Regions from separate parts of the Cyclopterus lumpus genome. Here region 1 is linked to region 2. A link is a contact called in public Hi-C data. All regions are on one chromosome and are shown on one strand. Each heading gives the region's core, a stretch centred on a gene start, on an enhancer-like site or on the middle of the called end of the contact. The rest is flanking DNA. Distances are from core to core; before and after follow the strand shown.

Region 1 (3,812 bases), core at 765-3,264, 140 kb after region 2:
ACCGCTGATTAGTCGAAACTAAACCTTGAAGCAACCATAGTGACCTTTTTTTGATAGGCAGCGAGGTCACTACACATTTAGCATATTTGAACTAATGTTTTGTTCCGATTTTTGTGTTAATTGAATTTAATGTTTTTTCCTTTTCCTTTTAATGAAAAAGATTTTGGTTCTTTCGACAAATGTGTTTGTTTTTTTATTCCCCAAAGTAAGGCCACAACAGAACACAGGATGAACAGTATAGAGGGAAGAGAGGTTTAAATCAATTTCGTTCTGCACATCCCATTAAAAACACGTGGGTGAAAAGTATCAAATTGAATCCTCTGCGCCAGCTCTCTGATGTCTCTCCCAAAGCTGAAATGACAACTGCACCCTTTGTTGTCTACAAGAAAAACTATCAAGATCCAATTGGCAGATAGACTGTAATGAAATCTACAGAGCACATGTTCAGCCCTCTAGAGAATTAACCCTTTGTATTTTGGACACTTTAATCTTGCACCACCTTCAGGCCAAAAATGACAACTTTACGCGGAAGAAAGCTCACAATCTAATATAAATGTTGTGAAAATTGCTAAGCTCAGTCATGCTCCCAATGGAATGAACCTTTAAAAGTGTACTGACATCAAGTCTTTTCCTCTGGCGCCACCCTCAGGATAAACTATAGAAGTTCAGCATGGTAAAAATGCCCGGATGTGACTTGATCCGCCCAGTTCCTAAAGGATGCATCAGAGGAGACTTGTGGGTACTTTTGACAGCCAATTTTCTCTCTCTCTCTCTCTCTCTCTCTCAATAATGTGGGCGACTGTGGGTCAGTGGTTAGCAGGTCCGTCTTTCAATCAGGGAGGTTGGTGGTTCAATACCCACCCTAGTCGATGTGTCCTTGAGCAAGACACTTAACCCTGAATTGTTCCCGGTACAAATCCCGAGGGAGGCTGGGGACATGGAATCCGAGTGGACCTTGTTCAAAGCCTCTATTGTGGACGTGGCTGCTCGGGGCTGTGGCCGGAAGGTCATCGGTGCCTGTCGTGGCGGCAACCCGAGAACCCGGTGGTGGACACCGGGGGGGAGGGAAGCCGTCAAACTGAAGAAGGAGGCCTTTCGGGCCTGGCTGGCCCAGGGGTCTCCTGAAGCAGCTGACGGGTACCGGCGGGCCAGAAGGGCTGCAGCGGCGATGGTCGCGGAGGCTAAAACTCGGGCATGGGAGGAGTTCGGGGAGGCCATGGAGAAGGACTTTCGGTTGGCCTCAAGGAAGTTCTGGCAAACCATCCGACGGCTCAGGAAGGGAAAGCAGGCTTCCTTCGTAGGGTGGCCGGGCTCAGCCTTAGAGATAGGGTAAGGAGCTCGGACATCAGGGGGGAGCTTGGAGTCGAGTCGCTGCTCCTTCGTGTCGAAAGGAGTCAGCTGAGGTGGTTTCGGGCATCTAGTCAGGATGCCTCCTGGACGCCTCCCATTAGAGGTTTTCCGGGCACGTCCAACTGGTAGGAGGCCCCGGGGAAGACCGAGGACACGCTGGAGGGATTATATCTCCCGGCTGGCCTTGGAACGCCTCGGGATCCCCCAGAATGAGCTGGAAAGTGTTGCGGGTGAGAGGGAAGCCTGGGTCGGCCTGCTGAACCTGCTGCCACCGCGACCCGACCCCGGATAAGCGGGTGATAATGGATGGATGGATGTTCCCGGTAGCTGTGTCTACGGTGTATGATTGGAAGTCGCTTTGGATAAAAGCGTCAGCTAAATGGTATGTATGTATATATATATATACACACACACACACACATATATGTATACACACATAAATCATAATTATGGGTCAAATATAAATGTTGTATCTGATCATTTTGACTTTTTAATCTCGTCAGTATGCTTTTCATCGTTAATTCGGCTTATCTGATCATTATGACTGAACATGGACATATTATCATGGCTAAGTGTTTACCTTATTTTTAAATGCATTCAATCACTAACTTCCTGTTGCAGAGAAGAAACCTGCCCTGCAGTCTCTCTCTCTCTCTCTCTCTCTCTCTCTCCCTCCCCCTCCCTCCCTCTCCCTCCCTACGGGTCATGAGGCTCCAGTGGTGGGTCTTCTTCGGTAAGGTCGCATCTGGACTCGCCTCTCCAGCATCCCGCAGCCAGACACACACGTGTCCGCTCCGTCAGTCCGCCGCTAGCATGGCAGAGGAAGCGAAGAAACTGGCCGCTTACGCCGCCGTGGACAACCACGTCCAGGTAGAGTGCACCGTGTCCCCGTTATGCCATATGTCCACGCGTGTTCAACTAGCTCGCTCGTTTGTAGCCTCGAGAGCCATATGCTAGCTTGCTATCGTATTGCAGGTTGCCTAACGGTCCGGGAGGGATTTAGCTCGGCGTTCTGCGTGCTTTGCCCCGGGATAGTGGGCTAACTTTGTCCGGCATTAAGGACTAAATATACCAGTTACACCATATGTGTTCGCTAAGAAGACGTTTAATGTGGCTTTAAGGGATGGCCAAATGGAAACGGATGACTTTAACGACTGCGGTCAACTCCGCCGGCCCTGAAATTGGTGTGCACCTATATACTGACATTCATGGTAAACACGTTCAAAGGACCCAGATCGGGAGCGAGCGACGGTTTTGCAAAGTTAGCGGAAATATCCACGTGAAACAACATCCGGTTTTAAAAATAAGATGTGGATGAATCGTATACTTGCAAATAAGGACGTTAGATTAAATGAATTATATTCACATTAAGTATAACACGTGACCTTTTAAAGATCAAATAAACCTCAATTGTGCATATAGTGTATGTATTCTTTGCTTTAAGGGGTTAATTGAAAGATAATTAATTATTTATATCTGACCAACTGATATGTATGTGTTAGGGACATTTTTGACCACATCCAAACTAAAAATTAAATATCTTAACTCTACTAATTCGGATAATTTACTACGTAAAAACTGAACTGATTTTGAACCTTTCAAATAGATAATTTCTGCAATTTGTAGGTGGTATAAAGATCATTTTCTCAATATTTCAAAGTAAGAGATTCTTCAAAGTAAAAGTCCTACATTCATCATTTCTGAATATTAAAAGGTCAATAAAAATACTTGTATCAATAGATCCAGGCAATGACCGATACATATGTGTTCAGGACGTCTTGGACTCGAACCCATATTGACAATCAAACAATTTTACCTTACAGATTAGGAGATATTTCAAAGTAAAGGTCCTACCTTTGTACTTCAAAAAGCTAATTTCTGATTATTGAAAGTTCAATAAAAATACATTTCTCAATAAATCCAGGAAATGACTAATGCATATGTGTTTAGGACGTAGGATTGATATGTTTTGTTGAAACTGCAAAGAACAGTATTTTGCTTTAAAATTCATTGTATTTTTTTAGGCTGTTTGTATATCTGTGTTCAAGCTATGACAACACATAAGCACACTTTAATACAACTCCACTGTTCCTCTTATTGTGTCTATTGCTGCGGTTTCATTTCAAAACACCTCCAGTCAAGCTAATGCCAATTTATTGCAGCTTTTTTTTAGAGCCTGGTGTGAAATGTTGCATGGTTATTTCCTGTCTCTCATAGAACAACCAGGTGGTTGGAGTTGGCAGCGGATCAACCATTGTCTACGCTGTGGACAGATTAGGTGAGTAAAACCATTATTATTCTGTGTTTAGATGTAGTCTATGAGGCATCTGATCAGATATAACTCCTCACCAACTGACTTGTGTCTTTCAGTGAAAATCATATTAAATAGAACAACATTTAGATTGTTAATGCCAGTGCTTAAATCGGTGGTTCTCAAACTGTGGGGTGCGCCCCTCTCGTGG
Region 2 (3,940 bases), core at 1,288-3,787:
TTCTGGGTCTCCTGCTGAATGAGACACAAAACTACTTCAAATGACTCGGCCTGCAGTCGTTGAGTGTTTCTCTCTCAGTTTGGGTGTTTTGCTCCTTTCACATGTCCCATATTTCCATAATCCCTCCATGTAAACAAGCCCTCGATGAGAAACTTGTGATTTGGAGCTTTCTCAATAAATCTCACATGATCATAGAAATTCAGGCCAATATGAGTCTATCTATTTAAAAAACAACAAACACATTTGATGCAAGAAAATATTTTTAACAGTATCATGTAATTGAAGTCTAAAAACTATATGTATGTATGATCATTCTGTGGGTGTGTGTGTGTTCAGTACCGGCATGTGTTTCTGTGTGACTTCTGTTAATCACACTTGAACTCACACGAGTGAGTCACGTTAAACTGAATAGTTAGACAGTTAGAGCGGCCAAGTCTGCATATTTATAAATTAAATTATCTCTGCAAATAGCCGTTGACTTGTATATGAATGTGTGTGTTTCTCAGATGTTTTAAAATGCAACCAGACAACCTGATTAATATAAAAACTGCCAGACAAACTGACTGACAGGCTCGCTGACTCAGTGTCTGAGAATGACAGTCAGAGATCGGAATGAGCGAGTCAGGGAGGAGAGACATGAAGAAACAGAGAGAGAGAGAGTAATGAACCATTTTGAAAATATAAAGTAGAAAATGACTCTGATAACTGGTTCAATGCCAGACCACACACATGAATGAACAGATATGGATATCTACAAACACACACACAATCACACGCACACACTAACACATGTAACAGACATACAAACACACACACACAAACGCTGCATACCTGGCTGGGTGGGCCTGATTGCTCGAGGCTATACGGTAACTCGTCTCCGTGGCAACAAGGACGTTCAGGTGACAATCAAAAGTCAATTATAAAAGTCACTTCAGTGGCGTGGTCTTGTCTACGTAATATACCTTTACATATATTTGTTCTGCATGGGGAAAAAATATAATAATAATGTGCATGAATTCATCACTAGAACTCTAGAAAACACATTAGCTTTAAATGGTATTTAGTGAATTACGCTCAGATGCTGGTTAATCCGTTTTACAGCTGAATGAACTCTTCTTCAACATCATTATCATCTAGGTGGATACACATGTTTTAACCTATAATTTCCAAATGCTATGTTCCCCCTGACTTGTAATTGTGAGTACATGAGTCATGATTTAATTAACGAGGAGTAGGAAAATGTTATGAAGGGATGTAATCTCCCCACTTCACAGTAATGCGACCACAGGATCACCGTACGGTCGAACCCCTGTGACATTAGGATAGGAAGTGTAACTTTAACTATTACATATTTCTGTTCCTGAGAATTATGTTAAATTGGCATCCAGCTCACTCAATAGACTGCCTGACATGTCAAGTTATTTGTTCTTGTTTTACATTAATTTACAGTCAATATGAGCTTTCAGCAACATATTCACTATCAAGTCAAATGTCAACGTTTTCATTAACATTATTGAGTTTTGGGGTTTTTTCTAGTACTTGTTTGTACCTGCAGAGGGCAGTGCAGGTCTAGAATTAGAAAGCTGTGCTGGGCTCTGTAACTGTGTGACAGCTGTTGAGTTTCACAAACTTTAGAAAGAGTCATAGAACAGTGTCCATATGCAGTAGCCTATATTTTGACATTTCAGCCCAGATGCTAAAACAACGTATTCATTTTTTATGAAATTCTATCAAAGACATGTTGAATAATCTGTCTAATCATGACAACACTTACAGGAAGGTTTGTAGGTTTGTGCACGTATCGTACTGTACTGTGTTTGTGCAACATGCAGTACAATAAACAAGCTTATCATTACTATTGTGTATCGGACTGGGATGTACCAGACTGACTGTGTTTCCTGTTTACCCGCTAGATTTATGGGAAGAAAAGAAGAAGATAATGTCCTCTCCCTCTGAGTGTTGTGTTCAAGTGCACAAGGTCAGAGGGGGGTCGTCCAAATCTCAGCATTACGTAACTAAAAAGTGAAACTATGTGCAAGGTTTTAGTAGGTAAGTCTCTAATAAAGAAATATGTGCACCTTTGTCTGATCCAAAGCTCGTCTTCAAACACAATAACGAGCGTGAAACATATTCTACTTTGGAGTAAAGATCTACTAAATGACAATATCAGAGAAAACTCTTTTGAGTATTGTATGTATTGTAAAAATTCATACATTTTGAAGACACTGCAAGTGAATACGGTAAAAAGAATTGAAACTTTTTATTTGTTATCTTTAAATGTGCAAATGAGGCATCATAGAATACTCAAGAGGAATTTAGGAAGTAATGCAAATAGTAAAAAGTTTAAACTAAACAGCAAAATGTGAATTTGGATGTTCTCTTTCCGCTAGTCTGACAATGACAAAAACAAAGCCAAAGTTGTTTGCTATCCTGTTTTCCGGGAAACGGGGATCAGGAGGCTCCGTCAGACCACCACTTGTGTCTTGCACCATATCAACTAGATTTATGTTTCCGCTCTTTCCTGTGGAAGCCTTTAAAACTCCACAGTTGCTGGTTTTAGGTTTAGTTTAGCCGACATCATGGTGTCAGAGAGGGACGTTCTTGGGGCTGCTGCGGTTTTCCTTTTCGCCCTCATTTCACAGAGTAAGTTTGTTATTTCTTTCATAACTGATTTTACGTAATTAGATTTGGCTTCTTAGTAATTCATGTTCAATGTTTTTTATTCCACTGAAGCATTGTGTTCCTAATCTAGGTTTCTGGTCAGCCACTATTCTAAAAGTGTCACCTACTTTTTAATTTGCTCATTATTCTATTCTATTTTCATTATTCTTTAGCAATGTAGTTTATAAGTTTGGATTACATTAAAATGCTCAAATGCCCCATAATTCTAAAAAATACTATGACAATAAACTCTCTAATGTTCTACTGTAGGGCGGTGTGACTTTGCACCTTTTCATTTTGTGCAAGCTACATGAAACAAGCGTTTGAAAAGTTCAAATAGTTTATGTTGAACATTTTCCTTTTGGCTGTGTGTTTTGATCGTTTCAGGTGAGGGTATCGTTGGCGGCAGAGAGGCAGCGCCTCACTCCCGGCCCTACATGGCCTCCATCCAGGTGCCGGAGGGAGAGAACATGAAACACGAGTGTGGAGGGTTTGTGATTGCAGATCAGTGGGTGATGACTGCAGTACACTGTCTGCCAGCAGGGTAAGGCCCCCTTCTTTTAACTATGTGGGAGGCAGGACAGGCAAAATTAAGAACAACGATATCGTACATTTGTTTTGAAGTTTTAAAGTTTTTACTCGTGCGAATATTCTCTGTGTGACAGCTGAGCACCGATATATCTACATATTGACATATTTATTTGTTCTGTTTTCGTAACGGATTTTTTTTCATTAACTAAACTTAACAGCGGTGTTTTCTTTTTGTTAATATGGATATCTCATATTATGGAGCAAAAAATATGTATTTTTAGCATCATCTTTCAAATGATATCCACTTATTTTCATTGGAATGTACATTATTGATGCTACAATATTATTGTGCTCGTTCCACAGGGCGAATGGAAGGAAAGTGGTGCTGGGTGTCCATTCTCTGAGTCAAGATGAAGAGACAAAGCAGACATTTGATATTTTGGAACTTTACAATCACCCTGACTTCAGAATGTCAAATTACGATAATGACATCACTTTAATTAAGGTATATAAGTAAAGTGTGTGTGAATTGTCAGTGGTACAGAAAAGTAAATTGTTACACGTTTGTGTTTTGGTTGATAAAGCCGACAACAGAACTCTCTCTAGACCTTTGAATTATAGATCTATCAAATCCACTTTGGGACGGTTGTGTGTGTTTTTTTGCAGTTGGATCGCCCATTCAACGCCTCTAAAGCCGTTAAAGCAGTGGACTTTCTGCGAGCGGGAGGCACAAGCCCCAGCACGCATG

What was found. A called contact is a pair of places that touch in the nucleus more often than the background predicts.
Region 1: a Hi-C map of muscle shows a contact between it and region 2, with 4 times the contacts expected there. The contact joins the promoter of rpia here to the promoter of cfd in region 2. A contact is called at or near these places in 2 of 2 Hi-C or Micro-C datasets (both in muscle).

The regions. Positions count from the first base shown.
Region 1 is chr22:16,275,665-16,279,476 of fCycLum1.pri, forward strand. It overlaps rpia (ribose-5-phosphate isomerase), which reads left to right and starts at 2,015. Exons shown (of 9, transcript XM_034525523.1): 1 at 2,015-2,220; 2 at 3,568-3,628. The coding sequence starts at 2,056.
Region 2 is chr22:16,130,490-16,134,429 of fCycLum1.pri, forward strand. cfd (complement factor D) reads left to right here and starts at 2,538. Exons shown (of 5, transcript XM_034525704.1): 1 at 2,538-2,643; 2 at 3,049-3,205; 3 at 3,556-3,697; 4 at 3,859-3,940. The coding sequence starts at 2,580.